Regions from separate parts of the Mus musculus genome. Here regions 1, 2 and 4 are each linked to region 3. A link is a contact called in public Hi-C, HiChIP or PLAC-seq and promoter capture Hi-C data. All regions are on one chromosome and are shown on one strand. The core of a region is the stretch at or near the end of the contact, and the rest is flanking DNA. Distances in the headings are between cores, read along the strand shown. Region 1 overlaps Gm36894 (a long non-coding RNA gene). Region 2 holds the start of Akt1 (thymoma viral proto-oncogene 1). Region 3 holds the start of B020018J22Rik (Riken cDNA B020018J22 gene). Region 4 has its middle 7.9 kb from the start of Gm36894.

Evidence for each region. Hi-C and Micro-C count contacts between places; a contact is called where the count stands out from the background. HiChIP or PLAC-seq counts read pairs in DNA pulled down with a chosen protein or histone mark. Capture Hi-C pulls out chosen DNA fragments and counts their contacts.
Region 1: a contact with region 3 is called in a Hi-C map of the N1E-115 cell line, with 2.7 times the contacts expected there. The contact joins the enhancer-like site here to the promoter of B020018J22Rik in region 3. A contact is called at or near these places in 10 of 39 promoter capture datasets (the C10 cell line, cranial neural crest, embryonic stem cells and 5 more), 1 of 484 Hi-C or Micro-C datasets (the N1E-115 cell line) and 1 of 115 datasets of contacts at active chromatin or transcription factors (embryonic stem cells).
Region 2: a promoter capture Hi-C map of adipose tissue shows a contact between it and region 3. The contact joins the promoter of Akt1 here to the promoter of B020018J22Rik in region 3. A contact is called at or near these places in 3 of 39 promoter capture datasets (embryonic stem cells, hippocampal neurons and stem cell-derived epiblast-like cells) and 1 of 9 other capture datasets (adipose tissue).
Region 4: a contact with region 3 is called in an H3K4me3 HiChIP or PLAC-seq map of embryonic basal ganglia, with 4 times the contacts expected there. The contact joins the enhancer-like site here to the promoter of B020018J22Rik in region 3. A contact is called at or near these places in 15 of 39 promoter capture datasets (3T3-L1-derived adipocytes, the C10 cell line, the HPC-7 cell line and 10 more) and 2 of 115 datasets of contacts at active chromatin or transcription factors (VIP interneurons and embryonic basal ganglia).

The regions. Positions count from the first base shown.
Region 1 is chr12:112,274,873-112,278,656 of GRCm38.p6, forward strand. All of the region lies in intron 2 of Gm36894 (a long non-coding RNA gene), which reads left to right. Among named protein-coding and RNA genes, the nearest start is that of Gm36894, 58 kb to the left of the region's middle. Within about 2 kb of position 2,044, at least 28 of the 459 cell types and tissues checked have an H3K27ac peak or open chromatin away from gene starts, as enhancers often do. A contact at or near this core is called in the N1E-115 cell line, where this site is marked.
Region 2 is chr12:112,671,726-112,675,555 of GRCm38.p6, forward strand. It overlaps Akt1 (thymoma viral proto-oncogene 1), which reads right to left and starts at 2,551. Exons shown (of 14, transcript NM_009652.3): 1 at 2,275-2,551. Gm30150 (a long non-coding RNA gene) reads left to right here and starts at 2,751. Exons shown (of 3, transcript XR_381988.3): 1 at 2,751-2,972; 2 at 3,294-3,827.
Region 3 is chr12:112,432,875-112,436,699 of GRCm38.p6, forward strand. B020018J22Rik (Riken cDNA B020018J22 gene) reads right to left here and starts at 2,464. Exons shown (of 3, transcript NR_045950.1): 1 at 1,471-2,464.
Region 4 is chr12:112,208,875-112,212,596 of GRCm38.p6, forward strand. No RefSeq gene overlaps it. Among named protein-coding and RNA genes, the nearest start is that of Gm36894, 7.9 kb to the right of the region's middle. Within about 2 kb of position 2,062, at least 17 of the 459 cell types and tissues checked have an H3K27ac peak or open chromatin away from gene starts, as enhancers often do. A contact at or near this core is called in embryonic basal ganglia, where this site is marked.

The DNA.
Region 1 (3,784 bases), core at 794-3,293, 160 kb before region 3:
TTCCAGGGCATTTAATCTCATTTGCCCGATGACTAATCCCTGGCCTTGCATGAATTAACATGTGGCCCCTTCTCCAAGGGAAACGGGACCCTTTCAACGGAGACATAGCGTCATCCAGCTCTGCTGCCTGACAGGCAGGGCTCCTGGCTAGACGGTTTGGGGGCAGTCCGGGGACTGACCCCTGGGTGAGCAAGAAGGACTTGGAATGTCTTCTGCCTTTAGCACTCTCCAAAAGTGCAGGTTGTCTTTTTCCTTCACAGCCTAGGATCTGGAGACAAAGGCTCTGTCACAGGGTGCTTCAAGGCAGGAGCAGGTCACCGGTAGAGCAGGTGTCTTTGGGGCTGGCCAGACTGTTCATCTGGTCTACCCAGCAGGGGCCTCAGCAGGACATAGTGGCCAGCTGGAGAGGGCCAAAGAGAAGCTGGAGGCAGTCACATGGGTAGGGGTACTGCTCTAGCTTAGGGCTTTCTCTGTACTCCTTCCTCAGCTCCTAGACTCTGAGGACCCCTGCCACACTCTGTCCTTTTAGTGACCACTGGACAGAGAACCTACCTGCTAGGTGGGTGAGCTGGGTTGGACAGGGAGCTAAGCTGTTTCTGAGAACTAACCCTGGGGCTGTAGCTGTACCTTGCAGAATCTCAGAATCCTGTCCCCATGGGATTCCGGGCTTTGGGAACCCCAGGGGAGTAAGGAGGTCCCTGGGTACTGGAAGATATAAATGGTGCCCTGCCCTGCTCTCGAGCTTGTTTCCAGGCTCAGTGTGGCTCTTGGTCAGGTCAGATGAGAGGGTCTATGGAGACCAGAGCTGGGTCTGACTGCATCCTCCTCTGCTACCCTGTAGGGCTAGGCGAGGTGTCCTCTATGTCTCTGTCCTGCTCTCGGCCTTGACACTTAATGAGATAAGTCTTTCCTTCAGATCTAAAACTTTAGGGGCCCAGAGGCCTGGGGTGAGAGCAGGTTGTGTTTAAGCCTTGAAACTGGGGCTCTGAGGGGCACCATGGCTAGAGCTGTGGCCTCTTGTCTCCTCCCTGTTCACCTCCCTCTGGGATATCCAAGTTTTCAAGAAACTTCTGATGGCTGCTTTAATACTCCAGGCTGAGCCAAGCTGAATTTCCAGGGCTTTGGGGAGGGTCTGAATCTATGTGAGGTATGCAGATCTTTGAATATAGACTGTGGAGGGTCAGAGTGTAGACAGCCAGGGCATGGACTCCTAGGCTGCCTGGCAGGCGTGTGAGGCCATGCAGGAGTCTAAGCCCCATGTTCTTCATCCTTTAATGCCTGGATGTGCATGGGTGACCTGAGCCTGTAGCTGTTGGCACACACAGGTTCTAATGAGCAGCCTCTATGCCCCGACCCCACACACCACCTTGAGAAGGAAGTCTCTGAAGAGACCTTTTGGGCTGGCAAATCTAGACTCAGCATATCCTTTGTGCTGGACACATATCTGGGTCTGGAAACAATCCTGTTCGACTTTTGGCATTTTTCAGACAGTTCCAGAGTGTCTCCTGGGATGTCACAGACACCCATAGGTGCACTCCTCAGGGAGGTCCATTAGACCAAATATGAAGGCAGAGGATCACAGTTCCATGTGCCCCTGGCACTGGGTGAGGTGGGTAGGCGTCTCGCTCCTCCCCACCGCACAGGGATGTGGGGCTCACTAGCAGTGGGACCTCAGAAGTCATGGGTGCTAGAAGGCACCTGGCTTGCACTCTGCTGTGGCCCTCCTTGGGCAGGTGTCCAGAAGAAGGCCTGAGGATTTCATGGAGGACATTGGCATTGCCTAGCTATAGTGGTCTGCACAGCTCCAGTTAGGCCTGGACTCAAGGGAGGAGGGCAGGGCAGCCTCCTACAGGCTTTACTAGATTATCTCATTTGCAAACAATAAATGTCTACAAGCAGAGCTCCTGTCAGGCTCCCCTTCCAGGACGCAAATGTAGCTTTTGTCTGCCTCTGCCCTTTGTTAAAACAACCGCAGTGCCAGGCAGATAAACAAGACGATTAAATGTAAATGATGTCATCTTCCTCCTTCATTCGCATTAATGAGAAGCCCAGGCCCTGGCCAGGGCGCTGGCGGAAGCCACTAGCTACTGAATCCTATTAAAAAGCAACCAAGAGGCAGTGCTGACCTTTGCTTTGAGTGGCTGACCCAGCACCCAAAAGCGGGTGGGACAGCTGGGACCAACAGCTCTGGTTTTGACAAGGACTGCATTTAAATTGCGAATATTTACCATCTCCCCTTAATGAATGGCCCTTTGGTACTACAAAGAAACACAGAGATCAAGAGAGATGCAGACAGGGTCATCCTCCACCCCACCCCATGCTACTGGCTCCAGGCCGGAGGTGGCACCCAAGGCGAGGCCAGGAGGTGGAATGAGTTGAAAAGCTGCCCAGGACACAGGGCAGTGCTTGCTCCGGGGATGGTGGTCAGAGCAAGCTGCCACACAACCAAAGACTCATTGTTGGAGCCCAGAGCCCCTGGGATCGGCTGGATCCTTGAGCCCAGACCTATGGGCTGCTTGTTGAGGGCTACTGTGAGTGTGGGCATCTGCTCTGGGGAGGCCACGGTCCAGCAGCTGATGTCCTTGATTGCATCACAGGTACAGGCCATGTGTAAGCTCGTGTGGGGAGGACCCCAGGAAGTCTGTCTCACTGGAAAGATTGAACCCCAGACCTCTGTGGAGTGCTGAACTGATGGATACAGCCAGTGTGAACCCAACGGTGCCTCCTGAAACCGACCTGACCTGCTGCCCCTCCCCCAAGCCCCAACTGGAGGAAAGTAAACTCTAAACCCACGTGACCCAAGCTCTAGTTCCGGTAGCCCTGTGACCTCAGGCGCATCCCCTCACTTCTCTGAGTGTCAGCGATGGCAACACACCCCTTCCCCAGGTCAGTGAGCAGGTCACAGGAACTGAAGAGTCCGGACCGGTGTCTGGCGCGCACACAGCAGGGGCTCCCATTATTGCGTTATTGCAGACGAATGGGCAGTTTCAATAATTCTGACATCTAATGCACAGTCGGTTCAGAGCTCCCGGACTCCAGATGCTCTGTCCGGCAGAAAACAGCGTGGAGGAAGATGCTGATGTTGGGTCTCCAGAAGCATCGTGTATTCCCGCACTGCCTTCTTCTTGTCTTTCCTAACCCTGGAGGCCTCTGTCTACCTACAGTCCTTAACCCTCTGCAGGCTAAGTCTTTCACATGTGAATTGGGGCAACAAAGTAACTTAGCCCCTAAGTCCTAGAGAGCACAAACCTACAGGCTGACCAGCACGGAGGGAGGGGAGGGGAGTCATCCTGGGTATGGAGCACCGGGCACTCCCTGGGGGCTGCCACTGTGTCTGCTCTGAGCTGGGGGACCATTTGGGTTGTTCAGTTGGAGGCCAAGACAGCTAAGACAGCTCTGGCCTAGAGCCAGTGCTAGCCCAGTAGAGGTGGCTCTTAGACTGTGAGACTGGGTGAGTGCTCACTTGTGGTACAGGGCGGGATGAACCTGGAGGCATCAGCATCCCCTAGCTGAGTCTGGCTCCCAGGCAACCCCGTGCATTCCTCACACACATGCAGGACAGATCTGCTCAGGGCCTGGCCATGTACAGTGCGGCTGCCGGTTTGTGGGCACCTAATCGGGTAGCTGTGTCCTCCCGGCTAAGCCACTCACTGGATGATTCCCCCACTGTTGAGTAGCAGTAGCTCCCCAGCCCCTGGCATCAAGGATCCGGGTAGAAATGCCTCCTCCCCAGAGGGACCCGCTTTACTTTCTGGTACCATGATAAACACCATGACCAAAGCAG
Region 2 (3,830 bases), core at 1,301-3,800, 240 kb after region 3:
CACAATTACCCATGTCCCCTCATGTGATCTACCCATCTCTGGTTCCCAGGTTCCCTCCTCACCCTTACTCCCTGCCAGCCTGCCTGACGTGTCTCCAAAGGTTGCTATAGAAGACCTCCCTCCAGTAGTAGATGCTACACACCCAGATCTAGGCCTGGTAGTCCGGGGTGCAAGGCTGTGGCCAACCCCCATCATCCTGGTCTCTGCTAGAAACATTCATTTCCAGAAGGCTTTTCCTGTTAGGCAGCTTGTTCAATTTGCTACCCCAGCAGATTAGGCCACCTCCTCCAGGCAGCCCTGACTGCTTCTGCTCTGCCTCGCACTAGTGAGGGGTGCTTACCACTGTCTCACCACCCCCTACAGTCTGGGAGGCCTACTGCAGGTCGCAGGGTCCCTACGGCTCACGTTAGGAACGCGGGAAGGCCAACACTGGAGAGCACAAGTAGAACAGGCACGGTATGAAGCTGAGCCCAAAGTCCTTCAGGACAACACTAAAAACTCCTCAGGCAGAACCCCAGACCCCTTGGGAACACAGCACCCTGCCTGTGAAGCTGTCCCCTTCACTTGGTGAGTACACACTAGGCACATATGGTTCTGTCGAGCCTTCACCCTACGCCTGAGACAGAGAGACTCTGAGACAGCCTGCTGGGAACACCCAAAGCAGTGGTTACGACCCACAATTACAGTATCCGGGAGCCCACAAACAGGGCAGGTAACACACAAGGGTCCTGCAGCGGCCAACTAGCTAGCCTGTGCAAAGCAAAGGGTGCCAGCTCACCTCGCAAAGATCCCCCCGCCCCCCAATTGCTTCTCTTCCAGAGGGACACCTAGGTATCCTTCAAATATCCCCAAGTCTGGACATTCTGGGAAAGTGCACCTGAACAGCCCTTGACCAGCAAGCCTGTGTTGTCCCTCCACCTGGAGTTCATGTGGACAATCCCCAGGAAAAGACTGGAAGGCCGCCGTGGAATAGATCCCAACTAGGGTCTACTACAGCTGACTGGCAACCCCCTATGTCATCTCTCTAGCCCAGAAGACACAAGCTGGCACCCAGAGTCTCTGTCACTTTGCCTTGTATGAAGCTAAATGTGGAACAAAAGGGAGGCCGGCTGCTATGTGTCAAATGCCAAATGCCAAAGTAGGAAAGACCACACCTGGCCCAAGAAGGAAAGAGCCCTTCCCTCAGCAAGCAGGTGGCGACTAAAAGCCAGAACGAAAAAGATAAGCCAAGAAGAAATCCCAGCTCAGTGACTGTCAGAGTGGGTGTGGCCTGGAGGCAGAGGGCTGTACTGCAAGATCTCTCTCGGTGGATGTCCCCTACCCCCACCCAGCCCCAAGGTCTGCTGATGACAGTCAGCTGTCCAGAGCCGTGTAAAAATAAATTCATACACACGGAGTGAAGAAACACAGCCATGTTAACGCCAATGTCCACATCAAGCCGACTTAAGCATGGGACACTCTTCCCACCATGCCATGCCGTAAGGGCATATGGTTGCTATTGTTAAGTCTTAAGAGTTCAGCCCCTCTGGGACACTGGCCCGTGAGCCACACGCCCAGCTGGGGCCCCACCAAGGCGACTCGCCCTTCACTTTAGTGATGGCTCTAGGCAGTCAAGGCTAGCCACCTGGAGCAAGACCAGGGGCCTGGGGGAAGGAGGAGTTTGGCCACACAGCAGAGGCCCAAGGTTCCACCACCGCCCAACTTAGAAACCAGTCCTCTTTAGACAATTCCATCAGCTCAGCCAGTATCCCGGATCCGGGAGACCGAGTCCACGCCGTCCTCAAGGCCCCCCCCCCCCCCGGCACCTCCAGAAACCACCTAGTCCAGGAAGCAGCTTCCGGGCCCAGGAGGGTTAGCAGTCCTTTGTGGGCTAGCCTGGGCACTGTGCCACCGCGCACAACTTTCTGTCCGTGGGAAATGAGTTCTCCTTCCCAGGGCCCTCCCACCGCACGCAGGCCGCGGGGCGAGCCTTTCTCCTACCCTCGCTGGCCGAGTGCCCGGGCAGCCCCAGGCCCCAGGGCGCACCGGCCCCCACTGCGCACACCAACAGCGCCCCTCTCCCGCGACCTGGCCCCGTGGAGCGGCCACCCAAGGTCACGCAGCGGCCGCCCGCACCCTCGCCGGCGTGGGCCTCCTGCGCGACCAGCCCGGCCCCGCGCGCTCCCCGCCCAGGCCTCCGCTCGGCCACTTCCTGCTCCTACTCCGAGGCGCGGCGCGGCCGGGAACAAAGCGGGGTGGCCGCGGCCCGGAACAGGGCGCGGCGCGGGCACTCACCGGGCCGCCGCGTGCGGGCGACTGGGCCTAGCCGGGCCGCGGCCTCGGGCGCCCGCCGCTCCGCATCCCGCGGGCGGGCGCTGGGCGGGGCCGGCTGAAGGCAGCGGCGTCCGGGCGCGCGCTGCTGGCCGGATCTGGGCCGCCGCGGTGCCGGCCACAGGACGCTGCTCGGTCCGCTCCGCTGGTCCCGGACTCGCGTGCGCTGCCGCGCTGGGCCGGCCGCCCGCCGACTCGGTGCTGCCGCCGCCGCCGCCGGCCCGCCTTCTCCCCGCCCCGCGCCCGCGCCGCCCGCCCACATCCGCCTCCGCCGCCCCGGGCGCCCCCGGCGCGGCCCGCGGCCAGGGCGAGGCACCCCGTGAGCGCGAGCGCGGCCCCGCAGGCGCCGCCCTCGGGTGGCCCCGAGCCAGGGCCACGCGGGTAACGGAGCCCCGCCGCAGATCCAGAGCTCCAGCTCTGGTCTGGGTTTCCCGGTTTGTGGGACCTGGCCCTTCCCTGCCTAGCTCTCCAGACCCCAAGGAGGGAGGCCAGCGTGGGAAGTGAATCAGTTTGACTCTCAAGAGGCCCAACTGTCCCCATCTTGGGAGCCGGGAGAGACCGGTCACCGGTGTCCTAAAGGCCAGCCAACACAAGAAAGAAGGCTATTGAGGGCTCATCCAACCCAGTACTGCCTGCCACAGCAACTGATAAGGACTCCCCAGGTGACAGGGAGGACGGGAGCACACCTGGACACCCAGAGGGGGCAGATTCAGGGGTAGGACTCAGTCAGCCAAGACCTTGCTGTGGACTCAGATGGGTGAGGCTTGGGGGGCGGTTCCTTATGGTGTCCCGGAATTGAAGAGTCAAGGTGGTTCCTGCCTCTTATCCATCCTCAGTCCTTCCCCCTTCGGCCAGCCTCAGCAGTTCCTGCGCAGGGCCCCTCCCTCGTCCCAGAAGCCCGACTTGATAGTAACCCTTTTGTGAATTTACCTTCATGTGTTTGGTATTTTTAACCAGGGGGCATTTTTTGTTTTTCATACAAGGGTCAGAGTTCACCAGGAGTGTAAACAAGAGGGTAGATTTAGTAGTCCACGCTATCGCCCAGGATGGAAATCGGAGCTCCTTCTCGGGCTCCTGGGGCTGACCTGGGAAGCACACCCCACTCCCGGAGAAGAACTCACTCTCCTCTCAGCCACGCCCCATACCCTTCAGACGGGGATGGGGATGGGGGGCTCTGTTCTGTGCCCTATCTGCTGCACAGCTGCCCCAGCTCAGAGAGCCTCCAGGGCGCTAAGTCAGAGGCTCAGCAGCAGTTCTGTTCTGCTCCAGCAGTATCCCTGACCCTGAGAGTGGCCTTCAGAGGCTGAGAGTCACACAAATATCCATCACTCGCCCAGCAAACCTTCACCCCAGGCCCCCAACTCCTCCTCTCCTACTTCCCCCATCCCGTTGCTACACAGTTAGAGCCAGCAGGGCGCCCTCTTGTGGAACACAGCAATTTCTGGCTGTTCTCTAGTGACCCTTCTCACTCGGATGCTCTTCCTGGAAGCCACTGTTGGAGACAGCTCCTACCTGTGGTG
Region 3 (3,825 bases), core at 1,214-3,713:
GGAGCTGTCCCTCGATCCTTGATGACCTCAGCCTGGATGGCTTCCGCCAACCCTGTGAACGACATAACATGGGCAGGGCAGGGCAGGGCAGGGCAGGGATTGAAGTGGCCCTGACTACTGGTCCCCACCCTCTAAGGAACCAACCTAGTCTGCATCTCTGCCCACCAGTGGCCACCCCTGACTCTGAGGTACAAGGTCTGAAACAGCTTACTGCTGTTCTTAGTTTATTTCCATCTGCCTTCTCTTCTTCTCTGGGACTCCAGTCCCTGGGGAGGTGAGTGTCTTCCTTTGGGGCCACATGCCCTTTCTCAGGAGGTTGGTTGCTTCAGACTGAGTGAGCCCACTCCTTGCAGCAAGAACACCCACCATGTGGCCTGGACTACTATCAGCTTGGTGACTGGACTACTCCCAGCCATGGTGGCTGCCTACCACCTGCTCTGAATGCACCCAGGTTCCTCCACGGTTTGTGATGTCTGTGATCTGGCATTTGGAGAGAATAAGGCAAAGGCAATTTTACCAGTGCAATAAAACCAGCCACGTGCTTCTCTGATGGTTTTAATGAGATTCCGTCTATCTCCCCTGACTGAGCTGGCAGACGGTAACCCCATGTATGAGGTCAAAATGAATGTCGTTTGGTCTCCGGCAGAGCCGAGAGCCGTCGCCACGGAGCTTGGCTAATCTGCCCCAGCATCCGACAGGAGTGATCAGGAGATACCTCACAGGAAATTGTTTTCCCTCCTGTAACCATAACAACAGATGAGAACGGCCCTGCTCAACTTTCCAGGCCAGTCTTTGTCAACCTGTAACCAAACCTGGAGAGCAAAAAACAGGGGCCAGGGTTGGCCCAAGTGCATCATCAGTATTTGAGGATCGTCCCCTCTCCTAGCCCACTGAACAAGGACAGTTGGCATGCTCCAGAGAGTGGACTAGGGTTTTCAGGGGAGAAATGTGGGCCTTGTGGCACACTGCTGTGGGCTGTAGCGTCTGCCCGCGACTCTGATAGCACCCAGAATCTTCACAGACCTCAGGGTCAGGGACACATAGCTACCTTGACCCAGATTGCAGCTCAGTGTTCTACCTACATCGCTCCATGAGTGTACACATGAATGGCAGAAATACCGCTGAGAAAAATTAAGGGGCTCACTTGACAGAGCGCTACCACATGCGTCATGAGGGGAGGACTTGCTGTGACTGGGTAGAGTCAAGGTACTTCCCTCAAAACCCCACATTCACTGGCTGACCCGTCTCACCCGCCTTGATGAGTTTCAGGTTAGTGAGGAAACGAGTCTCCCACACAAACACAATAGCGGAAGGCACCCGATGAGAGTGCTTGGGGTTGTCCTCCGACCTCCATGCCTGACCACTGTGGACAGACAGACACATGTACACACACATACACAGAAGACACAGTCCCTAGTGACACAATTCTTCTAACATCCTTCAATTGGGTCACTTTGTACATTTTCTTACCTTGCCATAATATGTCACTCTCAAGAAATGGTCCACGGGCTGGGCATGGTGGTGCACTCGGGAGGCAGAGGCAGGTAGATCTCTGTGAGTTTGAGGCCAGCCTGCTCTACATATGTAGCAAGTTCCAGACCAATGAAGCTACAGTAATGAAACCCTGTATCAATCAATCAATCAATCAATCAATCAATCAATAATCGATCCCTGTATCTAGTCCACTGCTCTCTAGAAACGTCCTCACAGACGAACCCAGAGGTATACTTTACTAATTCCATAGGAATTTCCCATAATCGACTGGGCAATGAAGATCCCACCACCCAAGCAGTCTGCCCTTGGATCTCTGCCCCAGCACCCCAGGGTCAGACCTCAACCATCTGTACCTTGCTTGGCTTTGTTCAGGGCTCTTGGGTATAGACTGGAGTCAGAGGGTTGAAGTAGGCTAATCTGGGGAGATGCAGTTTCCTGATGAGCCTAGGCTTCCACCCATAGTCAGGAACCACAGCACAGGTCATAGCACAGTGTGGAGGCAGAGGGTCTGTGTGGTACCTTAGCAGCTTTGAGCCATAGGGGACTCAGTGAAGGGGAGGGGCCTGCATTAAGCCCCACCCACCAGGCTTTCCCAGACAGCGTTGCCCCATAAAACAGAGCTAGCCTGCAAGCCCTGGAGTCTATTATCAGAGCTCCATCTTCTGACATTTGACAGAGGCAGTACCTCCTGCTGCCAAGTCCCCTCCAGCAGAGCTGTCCTTCCTAGGTCAATTCACCTATAACTTCCCACGCCAGCCTGATGCCTTTCATCATACACTCTGTCCTACTGTGGCTGGGCCCTTCTCGCAGGGAGCCAACTGCATGTAAGAAATCCAAAGGCATGTAAGAAATGTCTCAGTGGCAGACAAGGAGCAGAGAGAGGGCTTGACACATGCCCCTTCCCCTCATGCCCAAGCATACCAGGGGAAACTTCCCACCCTTGTTCTGGAGCGGCTAAGAGAGCCGCCCACCCACAGGCTGGTACCCTGCAGCCCTGCCTCACTGCACCTCCAGCCTGGGGACCGTCAGCCAGAAGCAGAGGAGGACTGGCGCATAGGCAATTTTCCCCAGAAACAAATGGAGAGAAATTGCTCTAACAGGCGAACAGCCTCTGTTTCAGGCTAATTTCCACATAATAGAATCAAACTGCTTCCCTTTCTCTTCGCTGTCTCCTCTGCATAATTTGACAAATTGCAGACGCGATTTGATTCCGGGCTTGAACACAGACTCAGATTCTTCTCAATAGTCATAGACAAAAGAGGGAGGGGTAGCGAGACGGCAGAGGGTCCCCTCAAAGTGCTGGCTTCTGCACCCCTTCGGAGGGAACAGTGCAGGTACTATCAGGGTCTCAGGTCCCAGAAGCTGCTCCACAACCCACTCAGGAAAGGGGAGGTGTGGGGCCAGAAGCCAGAAAGGGACTGGCCAAGCTCAGCATTCCTCCACCGCTCCCCACAGGCAAGCCACGCCATCTGGGAAGGGCCTCGGTCCAGGGATTTGATGTGCAATATGTCCTGGGGGCCTCGTGTGGGGAGGGCTCAAGTGTGCCTGGCACACCCAGCCTCACACCCAGCCAAAATCAAGGCTTGTGCTTGCCTTGCGACTCAGCGACATGGTGAGAAGTGGCCCAGCCAGGAGAGCAGCTGCACTCCGCCCTGCCCACAAAGCTGCTAGACCCTCGCCTGTCTCCCAGCTCACATCCACCCTCATCCTTGCACGCCTCACTCTAGTGGGCTCCCAGAGCTACTTCATACCCGCCCCTGGCACCATCTACATATACACAGAGAAGCAGACTAGAATATCCCACAGGAGTGTCTCCCCATCCAGCACACAGTAGGTGCACATGTTAACACCTGCCTGAAAGTACTGAGATCCCTGCAGACCTCCCTAGCCTCATGCTGGAATGCAGACACAGAGGCAAGTGGGAAACAAGGACAAGACAAAAGAACATTGACATTTCTACACACCACACACACACACACACACACACACATACCATGTACACTCACACATACTCATACACACTTAGCCACACTCACACACACACACACACACACACCACGTACACTCACACATACTCATACACACTTAGCCACACTCTCACACACACACACATACCACGTACACTCACACATACTCATACACACTTAGCCACACTCACACACACACACACACACACACACACACACATACCACGTACACTCACACATACTCATACACACTTAGTCACACTCTCACACACACACACACAAACACACATACACACACACACATACACACACATGCACACACGTACAATATGCTATTTTAAAGGAGAAACTGTTATTTCTAGAG
Region 4 (3,722 bases), core at 812-3,311, 220 kb before region 3:
AAGTAGTGGGATCAAGAGACCAAGGCTTTTCCTCTTCAACGTGTCCTCTATGGCTCCCCCAGAGTAGAGTCCAGGATTTTGTGATGACGTAGACAGCATCCCCTCCCCAGGTGGTAGGCCACGTATGCTGGAGGCCAGAATCGGGGCTCAAGCTGGGTTCTCCTTACAGATAGCACAGGATTAATTCCCATAATCAACTTGACTGGATTAAGAAACACCCAGGGCATTAATGAGGCAGGGCTCTAGCATACTCAATGGCATCTCCAGAAAAGGTTAACCCAGGAAGAAAGACCTGTCCCCAACTCTAAACAGCAGGGAGCTGAGCAGTGAACATCTCCCTGCTTCCTGGTGACAAAACCAACAGTCTGCCATGACTGGGCGTCCCACGGTCCTGCCACCATGGTTTCCAAATCACGGTGGCCTTTAACCCTTCAAAGCACGAGTCCAAATCCTTTTTAAGTTGCTTTGTCACAGTCATGAGACAAGAAACTAATACACACCCCCACTGCCACCTCCTGGGGGGAGGGGCAGGGTGGGCAAAGCTCAGTCCATTGGCTCCCAACCTTTCTATCACTGTCCCCATTGTAATGATGGCCCACATATCTGAAACAAAAGACAAGGCCTTCAGGGTGGGGCTCAGGTGCATGCAGGATCCCAGACCCTGAGTACCCCATGCTCCAGGGGAGGGGTGATGACCCCCTCCAGTCCTCAGCACCCCAGGGAGAGCTTCTGAGGGCCTGTCCCATGCAGACCTTCCAATTAGAGTCCGTTAGTGAGGCCCGGCCCAGCTCAGGCACCTGGGCACCCCTGAGGGGCAGGGATATGGATTAGGTCACAGTCAGCCACATCTTTGTTGGGGGATCAGCCGGTGGGTGCTTTGGGTCCCCAGGGCCTCCAATTACAGCCCCTTATAAAGAGGCGGCAGGGCTGGGTAGGGGCTTGGATGAGCCCCCTAAGCTCTCTGCTTGTACCCCAGCCTGCATCTGAGTCCCGCTTTTGATGGTCTCAGTCTTGCCACAGTGCAGAGGAGAATGTGGCAGGCTTAGAGTGACTCCAGATGCCTGGCTCGAGTGGCTTATGGTCCCTGTGCTGGGAAGGTCTGGAAAGTCACAGACATCACTCAGACTGGCACATCTGAAGACCTGACCTTGCCCCTCAACACAGTGGCCACCCTCTGGATATGCTGAGCTGGCCTTACAGGATGGAGTTTGGGAATGTGTGTGGCCCACTGGGCAGCTGCTGCACGTGTTGACTCCGAAGACAAGCTGGGCCACCTGGCTCACTCCCATGTTCATCCCTCATTCTGCTTAGACAGGTATCTAGAAAGGGCATGCAGGTGAGAGGAACCCAGGCTCAGTGCAGAGAGAGGGTCCCTTTCTGGTCACAGGGCCATGCCGTGCCACCTAAGCCATGGTGATACCCGTCTGATAGTGTCTGAGAGCAGTTTCGTCTGTTTCTCAGCTTGTACCATCATCTCTTGTCCTGTTGGGCAAGCTCTTCTTGGCAGGTCTGCCCTGGGAAATGGGGGAGAAGGGTCCAGGACTGTTGGACATCCCAGGAGGGGGCAAAGGAGGGGATGTATGATGTGAAGTAACAGCAATTTCTCCCCGGGTATATCATGAAGCAATCGTCACTGGTTCTCCTCTGAACATGTCTCTTCTGCTTTCCCTTCCTGCACCCCGGCTTTCTCTTTAGCTGTTAAATGAACAGGATTTCTCAGGAGCTGGGGGTAGCAGGAGGGCTGGGAAGAGGTGGGCCCTCGTCTGAAGGCTCCTGACTGGGAGGCATCCCAGTTCTCCCAAGGCCAATACATAAGCCCATCCAGCTAGCACACAGCTGCCCCGAGCAGCGCGCCACACACATGGCCTCACACTGCAGTACAGCAGGTGGGAGTTTTACGGGGTCTGATTCTGCATTCTCTCGTTGAGCTAGCGGGGGGGGGGGGGGGGCGGAAGGGGAATGGGAAGCTGTCGGCTGGGCTCCTAGCCAAGGCACACAGTTCCCGCCACCACATAGCTCCTTGCTCATGGGCTCCTGCTGAATGCCAAGCAGCCTGGTGGTCTGGCCCAACCATTAAGGGCCTGATTTGCATTGAGTACGGCCCGGCACTGGTTTGTCCACACCTCCTGGGGTCTCACCAGGAGACGGGTTGTAGTGCTTTTGGGTGCCTCTAAGACTGTTGGGGGGTTTTTATCAGGGCCAGGTTTACTGTCTGGTTTTGTGTGTCAACTTCACACAAGCTGGAGTTATCACAGAGAAAGGAGCCTCCCTTGAGGAAATGCCTCCATGAGATCCAGCTGTAAGGCATTTTCTCAGTTAGTGATCAAGGCTGGGAGGCTCCATTGTGGGTGGTGCCATCCCTGGGCTGGTAGTCCTGGGTTCTATAAGAAAGCAGGCTGAGCAAGCCAGGGGAAACACTCAAATAAGCAGCATTCCTCCATGGCCTCTGTATCAGCTCCTGCCTCCAAGTTCCTGCCCTGTGTAAGTTTCTGTCCTGACTTCCTTTGGTGATGAACAGCGATGTGGAAGTGTAAGCTGAATAAACCCTTTCCTCCCCAACTTGCTTCTTGGTCATGTTTTATGCAGAGATAGAAACCCTAAGACACCAGGGATGTGTGTAAGCGTCTGCATGTAGGCCAAATGAAGACATGCCAGCAGATGGCAGCCAGAAGATGAGGCAGATCACCTCTCAGCATGGGACTCCCCAAGTGGTGTCCACCCAAGATAAAAGATGGGCAAGATGAGCTTTTTCCCAGCAGAGGTGCTGGCTGGACAGGAAAACCAGGGATGCCTAAGCTTCAGGGCCTCATGGAGTTTGGGTAGCTGTAGAAGACCCTGGTACACACTCTGCTAGTAAGGGAGAGGGGTCAGAAAAAGTCCTAAAATGAGGAAGGAGAGCAGCTACAGGAACCAGAAAGGCCCAGAGAAGCAGGGCCAGACAGACATCCTGTTTACCAGGAAGATTCATCTTTGGCTTCTCTGTCACCTGGACTTCAGGGAGGTTCAGCCACGGGGAAGAACCCTATTGTAGTCAGAGGCGAGAGTCAAAGTCTGGTGTGGTCCTCAGGGCCCATCTTCCCCCCACTCCTTGGAGGCATTGGCTCCAGTTCCTGCCACACTCTGTTGCGCCTATGGTTCCTATGTGCAAGAGTCACACCCATCCCCTGAGCACACCTGGTCTTTCAGCCAGCCATACATCTGTCATCGCAAAACCGGTTGCAAACATGCAGTTGCTTTGGGGAGTCCTCTGGCTTTCCTTGGAGCTTAGCGGTGGGTGCACACTATTAACATAACCCCCTGCTGGTGGAGTGTGGATGCTTTCCCAGGTCTTATTTCCCACTCTATGGGGCCATAGGAACCAGGACCTAGGATCTAGGGACAGGTGGGATGAAGGATGCAGAGCACCTTGAGAGTCCCTCTTATGAAGGTAAGGGCGGTGACAGCGTCATGCAGGAAAGGTTTCCCCATCACTGGTGGCTAGTCTCTTTCTCATATCCGTTTTCCCTTCCTCTCAGCGTTCACCCACTATCCTGCTACCCTGGAATATGGCTTCAGTACTTCTCCCGAGGCCTCGCACATTGATATCTAATCCCCATCACGGGGTATTAAGGGAGCAGAAACTTAATCTAACTGTCTTGTTTACAGGGTGCCTTGGGAGGTGGGAGACTTAGATACGGTCTTCAGGGCTGAATCCCTGTGATCCTATTCTGGTACCTTTACAA